3 separate regions of the Mus musculus genome follow, and all the other regions are linked to region 1. The links are chromatin contacts, called in public ChIA-PET and Hi-C maps. All regions are on one chromosome and are shown on one strand. The core of a region is the stretch at or near the end of the contact, and the rest is flanking DNA. Distances in the headings are between cores, read along the strand shown. Region 1 holds the start of Hcls1 (hematopoietic cell specific Lyn substrate 1). Region 2 holds the start of Ildr1 (immunoglobulin-like domain containing receptor 1). Region 3 overlaps Ildr1 (immunoglobulin-like domain containing receptor 1).

Evidence for each region. Hi-C and Micro-C count contacts between places; a contact is called where the count stands out from the background. ChIA-PET counts read pairs in DNA pulled down with a chosen protein or histone mark.
Region 2: a contact with region 1 is called in an RNA polymerase II ChIA-PET map of memory CD8 T cells, with 6 read pairs. The contact joins the promoter of Ildr1 here to the promoter of Hcls1 in region 1. A contact is called at or near these places in 1 of 39 promoter capture datasets (hippocampal neurons), 3 of 115 datasets of contacts at active chromatin or transcription factors (bone marrow-derived macrophages, effector CD8 T cells and memory CD8 T cells) and 1 of 9 other capture datasets (liver).
Region 3: a contact with region 1 is called in a Hi-C map of B cells, with 3 times the contacts expected there. The contact joins the enhancer-like site here to the promoter of Hcls1 in region 1. A contact is called at or near these places in 4 of 39 promoter capture datasets (the C10 cell line, hippocampal neurons, liver and 1 more), 6 of 484 Hi-C or Micro-C datasets (B cells, Th1 cells, bone marrow-derived macrophages and 2 more), 1 of 115 datasets of contacts at active chromatin or transcription factors (memory CD8 T cells) and 4 of 9 other capture datasets (adipose tissue, bone marrow-derived macrophages, liver and 1 more).

The regions. Positions count from the first base shown.
Region 1 is chr16:36,932,504-36,937,345 of GRCm38.p6, forward strand. Hcls1 (hematopoietic cell specific Lyn substrate 1) reads left to right here and starts at 2,480. Exons shown (of 14, transcript NM_008225.2): 1 at 2,480-2,571; 2 at 4,784-4,842. The coding sequence starts at 4,784. It overlaps Golgb1 (golgi autoantigen, golgin subfamily b, macrogolgin 1), which reads left to right. Exons shown (of 22, transcript NM_030035.1): 22 at 1-582.
Region 2 is chr16:36,692,036-36,696,877 of GRCm38.p6, forward strand. Ildr1 (immunoglobulin-like domain containing receptor 1) reads left to right here and starts at 1,943. Exons shown (of 8, transcript NM_001285788.1): 1 at 1,943-2,179. The coding sequence starts at 2,125.
Region 3 is chr16:36,715,442-36,720,283 of GRCm38.p6, forward strand. It overlaps Ildr1 (immunoglobulin-like domain containing receptor 1), which reads left to right. Exons shown (of 8, transcript NM_001285788.1): 4 at 60-179; 5 at 666-812. Among named protein-coding and RNA genes, the nearest start is that of Ildr1, 24 kb to the left of the region's middle. Within about 2 kb of position 2,255, at least 36 of the 459 cell types and tissues checked have an H3K27ac peak or open chromatin away from gene starts, as enhancers often do. A contact at or near this core is called in B cells and bone marrow-derived macrophages, where this site is marked.

The DNA.
Region 1 (4,842 bases), core at 1,230-3,729:
TGGATCGTCAGGACTGGACCCCATTGCTTATGCCTTCAGTCACATGTAGACTAAGATAGTAAGTGGCCAGTGCCTTTCCTTGCATCAAAAGGCAGGAAGAACTGACAATGGACAGACAGCAAGGTTCGAATTCTATATTTCTGGATGTGCCTCCATAGGGGTCCTAAGACTATCCAGAGGCCAGTGGGGCCATGCCAAGGTGAACTGGAGTCAGGGCTGAATACCACATCACAACTAGTCTCAAGAACTACTGAGCTGCTGCACCAGTGTGCTGGTCCTTGGTTATTCTGTCTCCAACGCCATTGTCACCCACCACTGGGCACAGGGCTGAGGCGGTGGAAAGAAAAGGCAAAGCACCTGGATCCAGACCTGAGAGCAGTGGCCAGGAATGGATGGATCCCACCGTGTCGATCCTCCCCTTTACGGACATGATGTGCTCCCTTCCTGTTCTCACCCCCTAAAGAAGAGTGAACTGCTGGACTCACTCATCAGCCCTTTGTTCTGTGGTGATGAAAATTTTAGTCACAACATCCCAAAACCTTAACTACTGTAAAATAATAAAATTATTTTCAGAATAAGGAATTGTGTGAGACTATCTGTTGGCACAGAAGTTACATGCCTGTGTTTGCACACTATGGGAGGGATGGAGGAGTGGCAACTGGAGGAGAAAGTTCTGAGACTCCTTCATCTCACTGGCCAGCACCACATGGCTGTGAACATCCTTCTAGCCTCAGCTGCTGGAGCCAAAGGAGATGAGGTTCAGATTAGAAAATCCATCCTGAGATTGGGTTAAAGGAGCAGAACCATAGGATGTAAATTTGTGAAGCCTTGTGGATAGTTCTGAGAAAACTCTGAAAGTATTGGACCACCAAGTATGGTGGCACTTGCCTGTAATTCCAGCACTGAGGAGGCTGAGGCAGGAGGACCATAAGTCCAAGGCCAGTCTTGTCTACATAGTAAGTTAAGGCTAGCCTGTGCTACATAGCAAGAGTGTCTAAAACAACAAGCTCTCCTTGAACACAGTGCAGAAGGAGACTTTTCATAGCTCATGCGGGTTGGGTAGACATCATGCTCTTATACAAAGTTGCCACTTGGGAAAAGCTGACCCAGTATCACAGGGTAGAAGAGGATTAATGGGAACCTGTTCTCTTTGGCTTCAACGCTCACTGTATGTCAGCACTGTTCTGCTCAGGGATGAACATGGGGTGTTTGTGAGGGGGAAGTGGGTTTCCTTGGTGTCATCGCTGAAGTTCTATGGTTCTGTGCATTGCTGTGTGGTGAGGTACAATGTCTAGCCCTAATTTAAGGCTACCCCTTTCTACATATTCCTCAACTATAAATAGCCTTATTAGAACAAATAAAGTGCTCCAAGTCTAGAATCAATCCCCTGGGAAGTGACTTTAGATGCTTTCTGTTGGTACAGAATGTTCCCTTCTGTCTAGTTTCACCAACCTGGGACCCTTGTGGGTTCATTCTCTGTAAGCCAGGCAAGTCAGAGTCCACAGATGACTGGGATAAGGAGAGCCAGGCTCAGATGCAAAAGCAAGTTCTTAGTAGGATTATTTTTCAACCAGAGATCCTTGGAACTTTATTTTCATTATCTTTATTGCCTGTCAGTGCTCCAGGCTGCCAGAGGAGCCATGCTTGGGACGGGGGTGGGTGAGGAATGGAGGGTGGAAGCAGGGAGGTGGTTATTTGAAAGGCAGCCAGTAAAAGCATAGCAAAGTTCTCAGTGGCCTTCACATCAGAAAGGGTCTATTTCATTGGCTCAACAAGTCACCTGAGCATGTCTTGACTTGAAGCTAGAAGGGGAGGGCTGCAGATGTTGACAGTGTAGAGTATGTCAGAGTTCAATTCACCAGCTTAGAGAAGGCCAGTAGTCAGAACTCTGTAAGTGAGCTCAGACTCCACACAGCCTCCCATCAAGCTAGGGAGTTTTCTCCCTCCACGTTCTGCCTTCTCCCTTCCTCGTGAGTTATGTGTGAGTCTCAGGTACTGCAGAAAGCAAGGAGGAGAAATTGTTTTTAAGACTTCCCTTCAAAATTAACATACAGATCATTTTTCCACTAAGCCTTTTTTTTTTTTTTTTGATTGCTGCAGACTACACACACACACATTTTTCCTTCCTCAGACCAGGCTTCTACAACAATGTTGTAGCCCAGGGTACCCCTAAGTGCTGGGATCACAGAAGTTCACTACCACACCTGCCTTGTTCTGAATTCTTTTACTTAGATGCAACTGTCCTTCGTAGGACACAGAGCAGTCCTGCAGCATTCTTATTGTGTCTTAACTGATAAGGGATGTGTCTCCACGGTCATTTTTATAACTTTCCCGTGACCTGAAAAACTTTGCAAAATACTAGACACAGAAACACTTAACCCTTCTAAGTACTCAAAGTATAAGGAACTGACTCAAACTTCAGGAAGTAGCTGTGAGGACAGTGTGGCAGGAAATGACAGAAAACCTGAAAACGGAACTGGAGCAGCTGCTCTGTTACTTACCCTGAAGTGGCAGCCGCTGGAGGGGGCGCCTGGTGTAGATGTGAAAAGCCGTAACCAGGAACCAGTAAAGGTGGGTGCTCTGAGCTGGGGGTTTTGTGAGGGGTTGGGAGCACAGGGAAGTATGGAAAAGAAGTCTACATAGCACTTAGTCCTTGTTAAGGGAGGTCTTTACTAATAGATGCTGAACTCTTGATGGCCCTAAGGACTGTGTGCAGTGGTTGACAATGAACATCTGAGGATGGGAACAAGGAAATGGCCTGCACTCGGGGAGCATGATTGAGCACATATCTAGGACCCTGGGCCCTAGTATGCCCTTGATGATCTACACAGCCCATTCTAAAGGGTGGCTGCCCCAGTGTGCTAACCTGAAGGCGACCCACGGAAGATGAGGACAAAGTGTGCCTTTGTATGGCCTCACAGGGACACAAATGCCCATGGGAAATGTAAGGGGACAGGATTTAACCACCAATGAACACTGGTGCTGAGCCAAGTGCTTTTAGGAGTCAAATGCAAACATGACTTCAGCTGGTGTAACTTTGTATGTCTGTGGGGATCCCAGAGTGTTACAGAGGGAGCTTTGGATCTACTGTGTTAACCCCTTAATTATTTAACATTGGGAAACAATATCACAACAATCAGTGACTTGCCCAAGGAAGTTAATATTGATGGATGGCTTAGTCTAGTCTCTGACTAAGTAGTATAGACTCTGTGTCATGTGACAGACAGGGGTCTCACAGGGGCTGTCATATTACTGCAGTGTCCATGGATCTCTCACCTATGGATGCCATAAGTCAGTCCTGTCATCAGGTATTGGATATGCCCAGCATTCATTGCCTGTCTCCAGCCTCCTACTTTAAGTTAGCAGCTTTCCTGATTAGTAATCGACAGTACAAGAATAGTAAGTTATTTTGCTCTTAAACATGAGCATGAGGGGCTGATGGGAGAGATGAACTGAGACCTGGAGAATCAGGCAAGATGAGACCATCGGACCTCACTGCTTCCTCATTGCTCATAAATGTATTTGACTTCTCCTTTCCAGTTTCCTTCTGTGGTAGAGTAGCCTGAGAGCCAGGACATGTCAAAGTGAGGCCTTAAGCTGTGGGTCATAGGTTCTCTTTATGTGTCTTACCCCCTGTTAGTAGCTAATACCAACTGGGGGAGGCACAGATGTTCTTAATAGCTCACAGTGACTCTGGCCACGGTAACTCACCACTCCTTCCCACATCTTTATTTAACCTATCTTCCTCAGATGTCTTCGGGGCTAATCTTCTAGAGGTTATTATAAAATGTGGGCAATGATGGAGGCTTCCAGATGGGGATAGAAAGTGGAGACTTGGGGCCTAGATAAGCAGAGCCTTGGGGATGAGTGGGTAAAGGTGTCTCCTTTGGGAGAGCAATGAGTACCAGGAAGCTCTTCGGTGGTGGTGGCACCCGACAAAGAAGGATAGGCAGAGTCTTTGAGCCAGGAAGTCCCAAAAAGCTACCAGACCAGATGGGTGTTGTCCCTTGTTACCTCTCCTCAAAAACCCACAGTGTGACCGGACAGTTCTTCCTCACACCCTTCTGGCAAGGCTCAATAAAACACAAGTGTCCAGTGGGACAATGATTGACACCCAATCAAACTAGCATTCTCCCAAGACTTTTGTAATGTTTACTTAGTTGTTAATTCTCACATAGTGTTTCAAAAAGAGGGAGTGCTACATTTTACATGTAAATGCTTATGTCTTTAGATATAGTTGAACATTTACATAATAAAAATAAAGCCATGGTATTTTCTTCTTTCAGCTAGTGTGAGTAGTTCAACTAGTCTGTCCCACTGGTGACCTACAGCTGTGCTGTGAGTGACCAGTCAGTCCTACAGTAAATGTGGGGCAGTCTTCCACAGACAGGGAGCATTTTCAATGTAGCTAGGCAGATTATAGACAGGAGGGACACTGGACTCATTTATGTCCTGACAGCTAAAAAAGGAAGCCCTGGAGAAATCTGAGTGAGGTGCCACAGCAGTCCTGTGGTAGGTGTTGTATGACCACGGGTCACCCCTACAAGCTGTGGACATAATGAACAATCCCAACACTTTGACAGAGGTTGTCTTGTGTTACCTACACCTATACTAAATTTTTTCCATATATGGGTGGGCTACTGATTTATCTTAAGATAAATGAGATGAGAAAGAGCAGAAGGAAACATTCCATTGCTCACGTAGTCAACTTTAGCATCCTTACCAACCTTCCTCTCAATTCTCTTTTTCACTCCTAATTATTTCCATCATTTGGTACCCTCAGATGTGGAAGTCTGTAGTGGGGCATGATGTATCGGTTTCCGTGGAGACCCAGGGTGATGA
Region 2 (4,842 bases), core at 693-3,192, 240 kb before region 1:
TTAAAAATAAGTGCTGCAGTGTTAAATATGGAAGGATATGCACAGTGTCCGGGAAGCACACAGATTTCAGAATGCTTTATGAACAAAGTTTCAAGATGATGCTTATAACTGATGAGCTCACAGCTCAGACCTCGGTCGTGAGGCCACAGCTCAGTCAGCCCCACTCCCACTTATTACTATCTGTTAAACCCTGAGGAAAGAAAATGGAGAAATGCTTGCTTAGATGAGCACTAAAATGTCCTTCTACCAAAGTAAGGCCTGAGAGGTTTAGGAGGTAGGTGAGCTAAGAGGAGAACTAGAGTACTTTAGACTGGGGTTGAAAATTACTGAGGACAGTGCCAAAACCCAGAAGCCACACAATCCCTAAATCCCTTCCTGTCACAGACATCTGACATGACTAGTGTTCCTAGGAACATATGCAGGGTCTCTGGAGAGTATGGAACAAGACCCCCACACCCCCCCCCACACACCCTGCAAAGTAATGCCTCCTCCTGCTGCCATGATGTTTTCTACCCTGAAAGAGCCAGAGTGGCTCCTACACACTCTTCATAACCTGCCTTTGGCCACATACTTCCTGAATTTACTTCCTATTTTCTGGAAGTAAAGAGACTATAGGAAAAATATTTAAAGTGAAGAGGCCCATTGAGGGGACCAGAGGACTAACCCAGAAGCGTGTGTGTGTGTGTGTGTGTGTGTGTGTGTGTGTGTGTGTGTGTGTGTGTGTTTCTACAGATCTAGGACAAGCCTGCTTCATTGGCTAGGAAGGGGATAGAGAACACTAGCAGCAACAGTGAAGAGAGTGTCCTTGAAAGCCTAGCAAGACAAGAGAGGTAGGTGCTCTTGAGAAATAATAGCTGCATCCTGTTCAGTGACCAGGGTGGAGGCCTCCTGAGCTCTGTTTAATAGCACTTTATAATGCTATTCTTGAAGCAGGTGATGGGCAGGGGAGGCTGGAGGTGGGAGAGGTGAAAGGAGGAACAATCTTCTTACAGGAGAATATAGCAGACAATGAAAATCCCTATAAGGAAAGAGTGTGTAAACTGCCTTGCTATCTATTTACATTGCCCAGAATATGCGTGACTTTCCAAGTTAATGTCTTGATTGGTTTGATAAGGCCACTTTGCCTTTCTCCCCTTTCTTTTAGTAGTTATAAATTCCCATGGCCCTACTCACTTCCTGCCAAGGAACACTAAAGACTGGGTATGGTGGCTAAGAGAACTAGTTGTCCTCACTGGGTCAAAGGTCTAAACCTTGGTCTTGAGCTATCTGAGATCTGTGCATGGTTGCTGAGCTACGAGGAAAGATGGGTGGAAAACCTAAGGAAAAAATACATCACCACTAACCGAATCTATGTACAGTGAGAGAGGGTCTTTCTTTCTCCATTACACTTTCCCTATTTTCCTGTGAGCATGTGTTCATTTTATAAGCGTGGAAAAATAAATTTGCGGTCTCTGGTTCCTGCTCTACTTTTTAGAATCTTTAGTTTGAATAAAGAAAGACAAGAAGACATTAGGTATAAACATCAGAAGTGTACAGAAGTGTATTTTCAGTGTGTGTGTGTGTGTGTGTGTGTGTGTGTGTGTGTGTGTGTGTGTGTGAAAGGGAGGGGGAGAGAGAGAGAGAGAGAGACAGAGGGGGAGGGAGAGAGAGACAGAGAGACAGAGAGAGACAGAGAGACAGAGAGGTGCATCAACGAGAAATACTACTCCCTAAGAAGTTGCAGCCACGTAATTCTAGAACCAGGAAAGAATTGCAAGGGGTGAGGGTGACTTAGAAATTAGGGGAGCCAGTGACAAGTTCCTCCGCGCGCGCAGACGGAGACGGCTAGAGGCTCTGTTTCCTGCGGAGATGGGTCACCTGGCAGCCTGTGACAGGTAGGGCGGAGGCTTGCGGTCCCCAAGCCGGGGCGGAGCAGGAAACCGAGACAGCCCTGGGCTGGGGCGGAGCTCAGAGAGCCTCAGGTACCGGTGGGCTGGGCCGTACCTGTGGGGGCCAGAGGGGACGCTCCCGTCGCATAGTTCGACCTACGGGCTCCTCGGAGATGCGTGTCCTGGCCGGCGGCTGATGAAGAAAGACTCGCCTCTCCGGGGCCCTTGAGCCTCTGTAGCCAGCGAGGGGGCCAGCATGGGCTGCGGATTGCTCGCTGCTGGCCTGCTCCTCTTCACCTGGCTCCCAGCAGGTGAGCCCTGAAAAAAGGGGGAGTCCCATCCGGGGCCACACGAGACAGGAAGCCATTTGCCTGGCCCTGCAGAGCCGGCCACCCGCGGGGCGGTGCACTTGGGTAGCTCCTGGCACCGGGAGGTGCAGGGGCCGGATCGAGAGTCGGCCAGTGGGAACCTGTTGTTTTCTTCCTTTATTAGCCCAGGGCCTTCGGAAACATGCAATCAAAAAGAAACCCCAGCCTTTGGATTTACGCCCCAACAGGTGTTGTTAGATGCTTGATGCCTAAAACCGAATCTATACAGGCGAAATCACCATTCTTCAACTTCTTAATACCCCTTTCCCTGTCCTTTACCCCGTGTCAAACTTGCTTTCAGAGTGTAGATGCGACGACAACCATTTTGGCCCAGAGTACATTTATTCTTTCCTGACAAGTTAGATTGCGTCGGTAGTGTATGAAGGAGTGTTGGGCATAAATTTGAGTCTCTTACAGGCCATCCGCTAGTACCTGTCATTTGATATTTTCCTCCTTTTTGCGTCCACCTCCTCTTTATCAGCCCGTCCGGCTGCCCTGCACCTTTCTTTCTACCTCCACACTAAGGGTCTCACTCAGAATCTGAATGTCTTAAGGTACCTCTTGGAAACAGGGCAAAAGGTCTTGTCTGTGAGTGAGGCCGAATAGGAAAGGAGAGAGAAGGGAAGGCTCTCTGGGCTCTGTTCACATTAGCCTGTAGCTGTGACTCTGCAAACAAGAATTTTCATTTCCTTTGGACGGTCCACCCAGTTTTATTCCGACTCACTTCCCACTTGCTCCCCTTTGGGAATATCAGTTTGCTCGCCGACCAATTGGAAGCTTCAATGGTTCGTCCAGGCAGATGTAATATGAAAATGGAGGCAGAATGCCCTTTCTATGAGCTAGAGAGTTGCTCAGATGTAATCAAATCTCACGGAAACTAGAGTCTACCAGAGCTTAATGTTGGGAATAAAAGGAGGGAGGGTTGCAAAAGGGTAGGGAACCGAGAAAAGGCAGCATTCCTGTGGCAGGCTGGCTTTCAACTTGTTTGGCCAGACGGAGGCTTTATAAGATGTCTAAAGCTAACAACTAGATGCTGAACGTACACAGTGGACAGGAAGCATGTGTAGCCTCGTTAGGCTTTAGGTACTCAAACACCACCAGAATAGTTAACCAACTTAGACCCTAAGTGCAAATTTGTAAGAATTCTGGAGTTATCTACAGTCTTTTCTCCAGTATGTTGAATTTTTCTTCTCCAAGTCTGTGGCAGCTGGGGACAAAATTCCTGTTTGAGCTGCCTTAGGAAAATAGAGGTCTGCTTCCATCAGCCCCTGACATCATGTTTCCCAACCTGGGTCTTCTGATGGAGCAGTCAGTCTTCTAGACAGAACAAGAATGCCTGCAGATGAAGAACCTGTCAGGGTATAAACCCTGGTGCCCTAAATATTTTAAACTGCCCAGTTTTTTTGTTTTTGTTTGTTTGAACATTTTCAATGGGCATTAAAAAAATACAGCCACTATAGCCAAATATATACTAGAGTATCCAACACACTAACTGTAAAAAGCATGGCTCCAAGTCTCTGAGCCAGCCACATGATGTTAGTCGCTAGGCCCTTGAGACACGACAATATTACAGGGTGTGGTGCTAGCCTGGTCTTCCCTAAGTGGAAGTTGGTCGGTGTTTTACCAGAGTGTGGAAAGTGAAGTCTACAATGATTATCCAGGTTCACTTTCATTTCACAGATGAGAAACTGAGACCCCGGCACTCTGAGGGGAAATAGCTACTTTGACAGATATTGTCCCTGACTATGTGGCGTGCCATCAGTAATACTGCATCTGCTCTATGGACCAGTGATTCTCAGCCTGTGGGTTGAGACTCTCTTGGCGATCAAATGACCCTTTCACAGGGGTCGCCTAAGACCATCAAAAACACTGATATTCATATTATGATTCATAACAGTAGCAAAATTATAGTTATGAAGTAGCAACGAAATAATTTTATGGTTGGGGGTCCGCACAACATGAGGAACTGTATTGAAGGGTCGCAGCATTAGGAAGGTGGAGAACTGCTGCTCTAGATGATGCTTTTTTGAGTTTGTATAATAGATGTCTGTGTGACTCTGGTAATTTACTGAACTCTTTAAAGCCTGCAGTAAACATGGATAATAATATCATTTCATACAGTTTTTGTAAGAATTAATTAAAAGGCTTAAAAGTACTCTATATACTGCTTGTACAAAATGAAGGAGGCCTTAACCATGGTGATAGGACTAGCTATGATTTGGACCCAAGTAAGACTGTTTAAAGCTAAGCTTGAAGAAACTTACTTGTTCTTCTTTTGTGGCTAGGAAACACAAGGAACAGTGAGATGGCTGTTACTATAACAAAATAACTGAGGCAATCAAGTTGAAAAGAGGAAAGGTTTATCTTGGCTCACAATCTTAGAATTCTCAGTCCATGGTTGGTTGGCCTCATTGCTTTGGGGGCTGTGATCAGGCAGTGAATTCACATAGGGTCACATGGTAGAAGAGGCTGCCCTCTTCAAGGTGGCTAAGAATAGTGACAGAGCAACAGGATAGGACCGGGGTCCCAATATGTTCCTTGAGGCCACTTTCCAATTACCTTCCTCGAGGCCCCCATCTATTGAATGTTCTAGCACCTCTCAATGG
Region 3 (4,842 bases), core at 1,005-3,504, 220 kb before region 1:
TGAGGTCCTGAAGATACCATGCCCTGGTAACTGGCACTTTCCCCTTCTGTCCTACACAGGAGCAGATCTTGTGATTAATGAAGTGATGTGGTGGGATCATGGAGTATACTATTGTACCATCGAGGCTCCAGGAGACACGTCAGGAGACCCAGATAAGGAGGTGAAGCTCATTGTCCTGCGTAAGTGCTGCTGCAGCCTCCCTGGGCCAGCCACCAATAGATATTGCCTGCAAAAGTACCCACCAATAGCAGCAAAGCCAGAAACAAACAGATCTGTGTTACTGTCATTGGACTGGGGACCTCTGATGGCCTCTTACTAGAGCTAAACTTTTTTGCCAGTGTGTCACTAGGCCTTACTAGGTCAATGGTTGTGTTTACTAGTGTCTAAGATTACTGGTTTTCACCCTGTGAATTGAACAACTCTTTCACGGGGATCACCTAAGACCTCTGCAGAACACAGATATTTACATTCCAGTTTATAACAGTAGTAAAATTACAGTTATGAAGCAACAATGAAAACAATCTTATGGTTGGGGGTCAGCATACTATGAGAAACTGTATAAAAGGGTCACGGCTTAGGAAGGTGGAAAACCACTAGAGTTGGAGTAGAGACATCCCTCGGATGATTTATTTAGTTCCTCCCCTTTTGGCTTCTCTCTACGGCAGATTGGCTGACAGTGATTTTCATCATTCTTGGAGCCCTCCTACTCCTGCTGCTGATTGGTGTATGCTGGTGCCAGTGTTGTCCGCAGTATTGCTGCTGCTATATCCGCTGCCCCTGCTGTCCTACCCGCTGTTGCTGCCCTGAGGAAGGTGAGAGAACAGAGTGGCAGTGGGTTGGTCATGATGGTACATGTGCCCTTTACCCCAAGTATCTCAGGTTAGTTCCTGGCTCTTCTGGGATCTCCTTTATACCTTCTTCCTTTACAGGCTCAAAAGTCTTGGGCTGTACCTGTAAATGATGATCAAGAACTCTCTATATTCATAAAGAAGGTGGCCAATAACAGGGTTTCTACCTATAGAGTTCTTTTTTTAGTAAACAGATGGAGTTGGATCATTTTCTTTTCGTGTATTTGAGCAACTCTTCCTCTCCCAGGTCAGAAGTGGAATAGAAAATTCCAGCACTCTAACCATGCCTTGGTGTCTCCATCCCAAAGCTCTCTAGAGACCCCAGCCAGCAGTCATGTAATTAGTTCATGGAAGATATTCATCTTTCTTGAGGGCCCAAGGATTTTAGGAGTTATATTTCAGAAACCAGGGACAGAGACAGAGTATGTATCTTATTCTGTTATACTTTCACAACACTACTTAGAGATGGGATGAAAAGAGCAGGGCAATAGGAAAAGTATTGAAACGTTAGTTCTCAAACTGAAGCTCACACTGGGATCATGTGGAGGACTTGGTCAACATTAACTACTGCCCCCTCCCCAGCTTCTCAGCCAGTGGGTCTTGGGGAGTAGGGCCAAAGAATGTGTGCTTCTTAGACATTCCCAGGTTCTGTGAATCTAGTGGCAGGGAAAAGGAGATGGAGAAGACAATTTGGCTCTTAGTATGAGCTTTCTTTGAACTGAAATTTCATCCTTTAAAAGAAACTTTGGACCAGCAAAATAGATTAATGGGTAAAGTACTTGTTAAAACCCACATGGTAGAAAAAGAAAACTCTCTCTCTCTCTCTCTCTCTCTCTCTCTCTCTCTCACACACACACACACACACACACACACACACACAAAATACACAAGAATAAACATATAACAAGATGATAATATACCCTAAAATGTAAAGCTGCAGAGTAGATGATAAAAGCAAAAGAATTGAGGCAGTGTTCTACAAAGTTCTTTCCTGTGTAACGAGATGGGAGTCAAATCAACCGTGTAACTGGAAGTTTTCTTTTAGTGTATTGGTTTTAAGTAATATTTCCTTTTCCTGATGATGTAAAACATCATGTGGTAGAATATCTGAGAAATTAAAAAAAAAAAAAAAGACTAAGCCAAGTTCCCAGAGACAACCAGTCTTGCCATCTTGGTCCATGTGGAGAAGAAAGTTTGAAAGGAAAACATGACGATTACTTATGATGATAGACACCCAACTTAATCTATGATGTCAAGGTCAGTGGTCTGAATCTGGTTTCAGATCTGTGCTCAAAGATTGCCTGGTGTTTACAGGAAAGGAGAAATAACTTTCATTGCATGTCTGTTCTATGTGTAGCCTTTGTCTCTACTTCCCCACTGACTCCTCACCACAGTCACCAAAGGCCTATGTCATCACCACTTCACGGGCCAGGTCAGAGCAGTCCCAGAGCTCAGTAGTAGCTGTCACTTGCACAGTATTAAGCCTTTGACTTGTATCTGTGTGTCCCAAGTAGGGGCTGCCACAGCCTCTGCAGGCTAGCTGAGGTTACATAAACTCCGTGAAGAAGAGGAAATAGCGGAGGACTCACCCTGAGTCTAAGGATCTTCCTACCTCTCGGGGGCCTTCCTGGAGAAGCCACTGTCATGAGAGCAACCCCGTGTGAGATGAGAGCAATCCTCACTGGAAGATTCCTTAGAATACAGGGCAGTCCCAGCAGACAGAGCTGGGGCAAAGCTTAGCATGGATGATAGATGCATTCCGTCAGTGAGCTGAGAAGCCAAGGTTTGGTTTCTCTTTGGTGGCTGCAGTTTGCTCTTTTAATAGAACTGATGAAAATGAAGGACAGCTGTCCATAAGTTAAGATCCTTGGACCTGATCAGACAAGTTCACTTTTTAACTTTCCTGACAAGTTTGGGGAGAAGATGAATTGCAATGAAATGAATTGCTCAGGAAATGGTTACAAAGGTCTCTGAATAGGAGAAATATTCTGGTGTTGGTTTTGTTTGTGTGTGTGTGTGTTTTGTTTTGTTTTGTTTATTTTGTTTTGTTTTTGGCCAAAATACCCCCAATAATGTTTATAAGCAAAGAACCAGAAGGGAATAGCTGGAAGTTCCACTTAAGAAGTTGGGTGATCAGCTGGGCAGTGGTGGTGCACGCCTTTAATCCCAGCACTTGGGAGGCAGAAGCAGGCAGATTTCTGAGTTCGAGACCAGCCTGGTCTACAAAGTGAGTTCCAGGATAGCCAGGGCTATACAGAGAAACCCTGTCTCGAAAACCCAAAAAAAAAAAAAAAAAAAAAAAAAAAGAAGAAGAAGTTGGGTGATCACAGATGAGTGTCTTTACCCTTGGAGGCAGCATTAGTTCTCTACCAAGAAAGAGCTAGCCTTAAAAAGGAAAGAGACCAGAGTATGTAGGCAGCCTGACCTGAAGAGAGAGGTCACTACATCTAGGGGACAGTCAGTGTATGAGGGAGCCCACAGCCTGTCATGGTTTCTGCAAATCAAAGCACAGAGCTGGAGACATAGTTCAGTGGCTTTCCTGAGAACCCTGGGCTCAACCACAGTATCATAAACAAACAAATAATATGCTAGATGCAGAAGGAAGCCTTTGGAAGGATGTCACAGATCTTGAACACCACAGCCCATGTCCCCAGTCAGTTCTCACCTTCCTGAGCTGTAAGAGGAGGTTAGAGAGAACAATTAATTGGTGCTAGCTTTTAGTAGATCCAGATAATCCACCAAGTATTGGTAAACAACCCTCTTAGGACTTAAAGATGAAAGTTTTTGGAACTGAGCCTATGTTTTTTGTTTTTTTTCCTACAAGAATTAGAGAAATTTCTCTTGTCTCTGAGTTACCGGCCACTCCTCCCCCAGAGAATCTCTGTATAGCAGGAGAGAGTGAGGACTGGAGAGATTCTTCCAGTTACACAGACCTTGGTGATCTAGAACCATAGCTACTGGCTTCCTGTGCAGGCTGGTTCCTGTCCTTATCAAAGCAGAAGTAATCTACCACAAGTTCAAGGGGACCCAAGCAATGGGGAGACTAGGAAGAGGAAAGGCACGTTCAGTGGAGTGATCCCCCAGAGAAAGCCCAGCCTTAAAGTCCCATTGCTTTGCCAGGGCCAGAATGTCTGCCGCTGCTGGTGGTTTCCTGAAGCTAAAATGGCAAGAGTTCAAAGGGGGTTGGCATTCCCAAAGGCTGCTGAGGCGAAGGACAGAGAGGCCATGAGGTAAAAGGAGAGTAAAGAATAGGCCGGCTTCTGTGACAGCAGAGAGGTGGAGGTATGGAGTGGTAACCAGTCATGGGCAAGGGAAGTTGGAAAGTGTCCAGGGACCCTGGGAAAGAAGTATAGGTTTCAGAAGCAGATAAAATGTTATCATTTCTGTCCCTGGTAGAAGCCTTAAACATTATACTCCGTCTTTTCCCTCAGAGACAAAGACTCTACATCTGTGTTTCTCCTGGAGCTAAGGCGAAAGAAACAATTTATTATGATAAAAATGAGGGTCTCTACTGACTCACCTGTTGGGCATTCCATGGTGTTTGCCTCATTTAACGGCAGCAACTCTGCAAAAGATCTGTCTAGCCCGGAGTCTCTGAAAACTCCAAGTCACGCAGCTTGAGTAGCCTGGATGGTTGAAGTCCCATCTGGTCCTCAAAACCTTGGTTTAAGCAAGTCTGACCTTGGCGGCTTCATTTCTCAGAATTGTCTTGAATCTTTAAGCAGCTGGCTCTAAGCTGACAGAAGAGGCATCTGCACTCACTGTGGGATGTTGAGTTGGAATACAACTTCTGTGCTCTCAGCTTCTTCTATTCCTCACATTAAAAGACATCTCAAGGCCAGGCGTGGTGGCCCCTGCCTGTAATCTTAGTTCTCAGTGGGTGATGCAGGAAGACCCTTAAGTTTGATGCCAGCCTAGGCTATGGAGTAAGATTCTGTTTGAAAACACAGAGAAGAGCTGGGTGAGAAGGATTAGCGTGCTATGCTGATGGTGG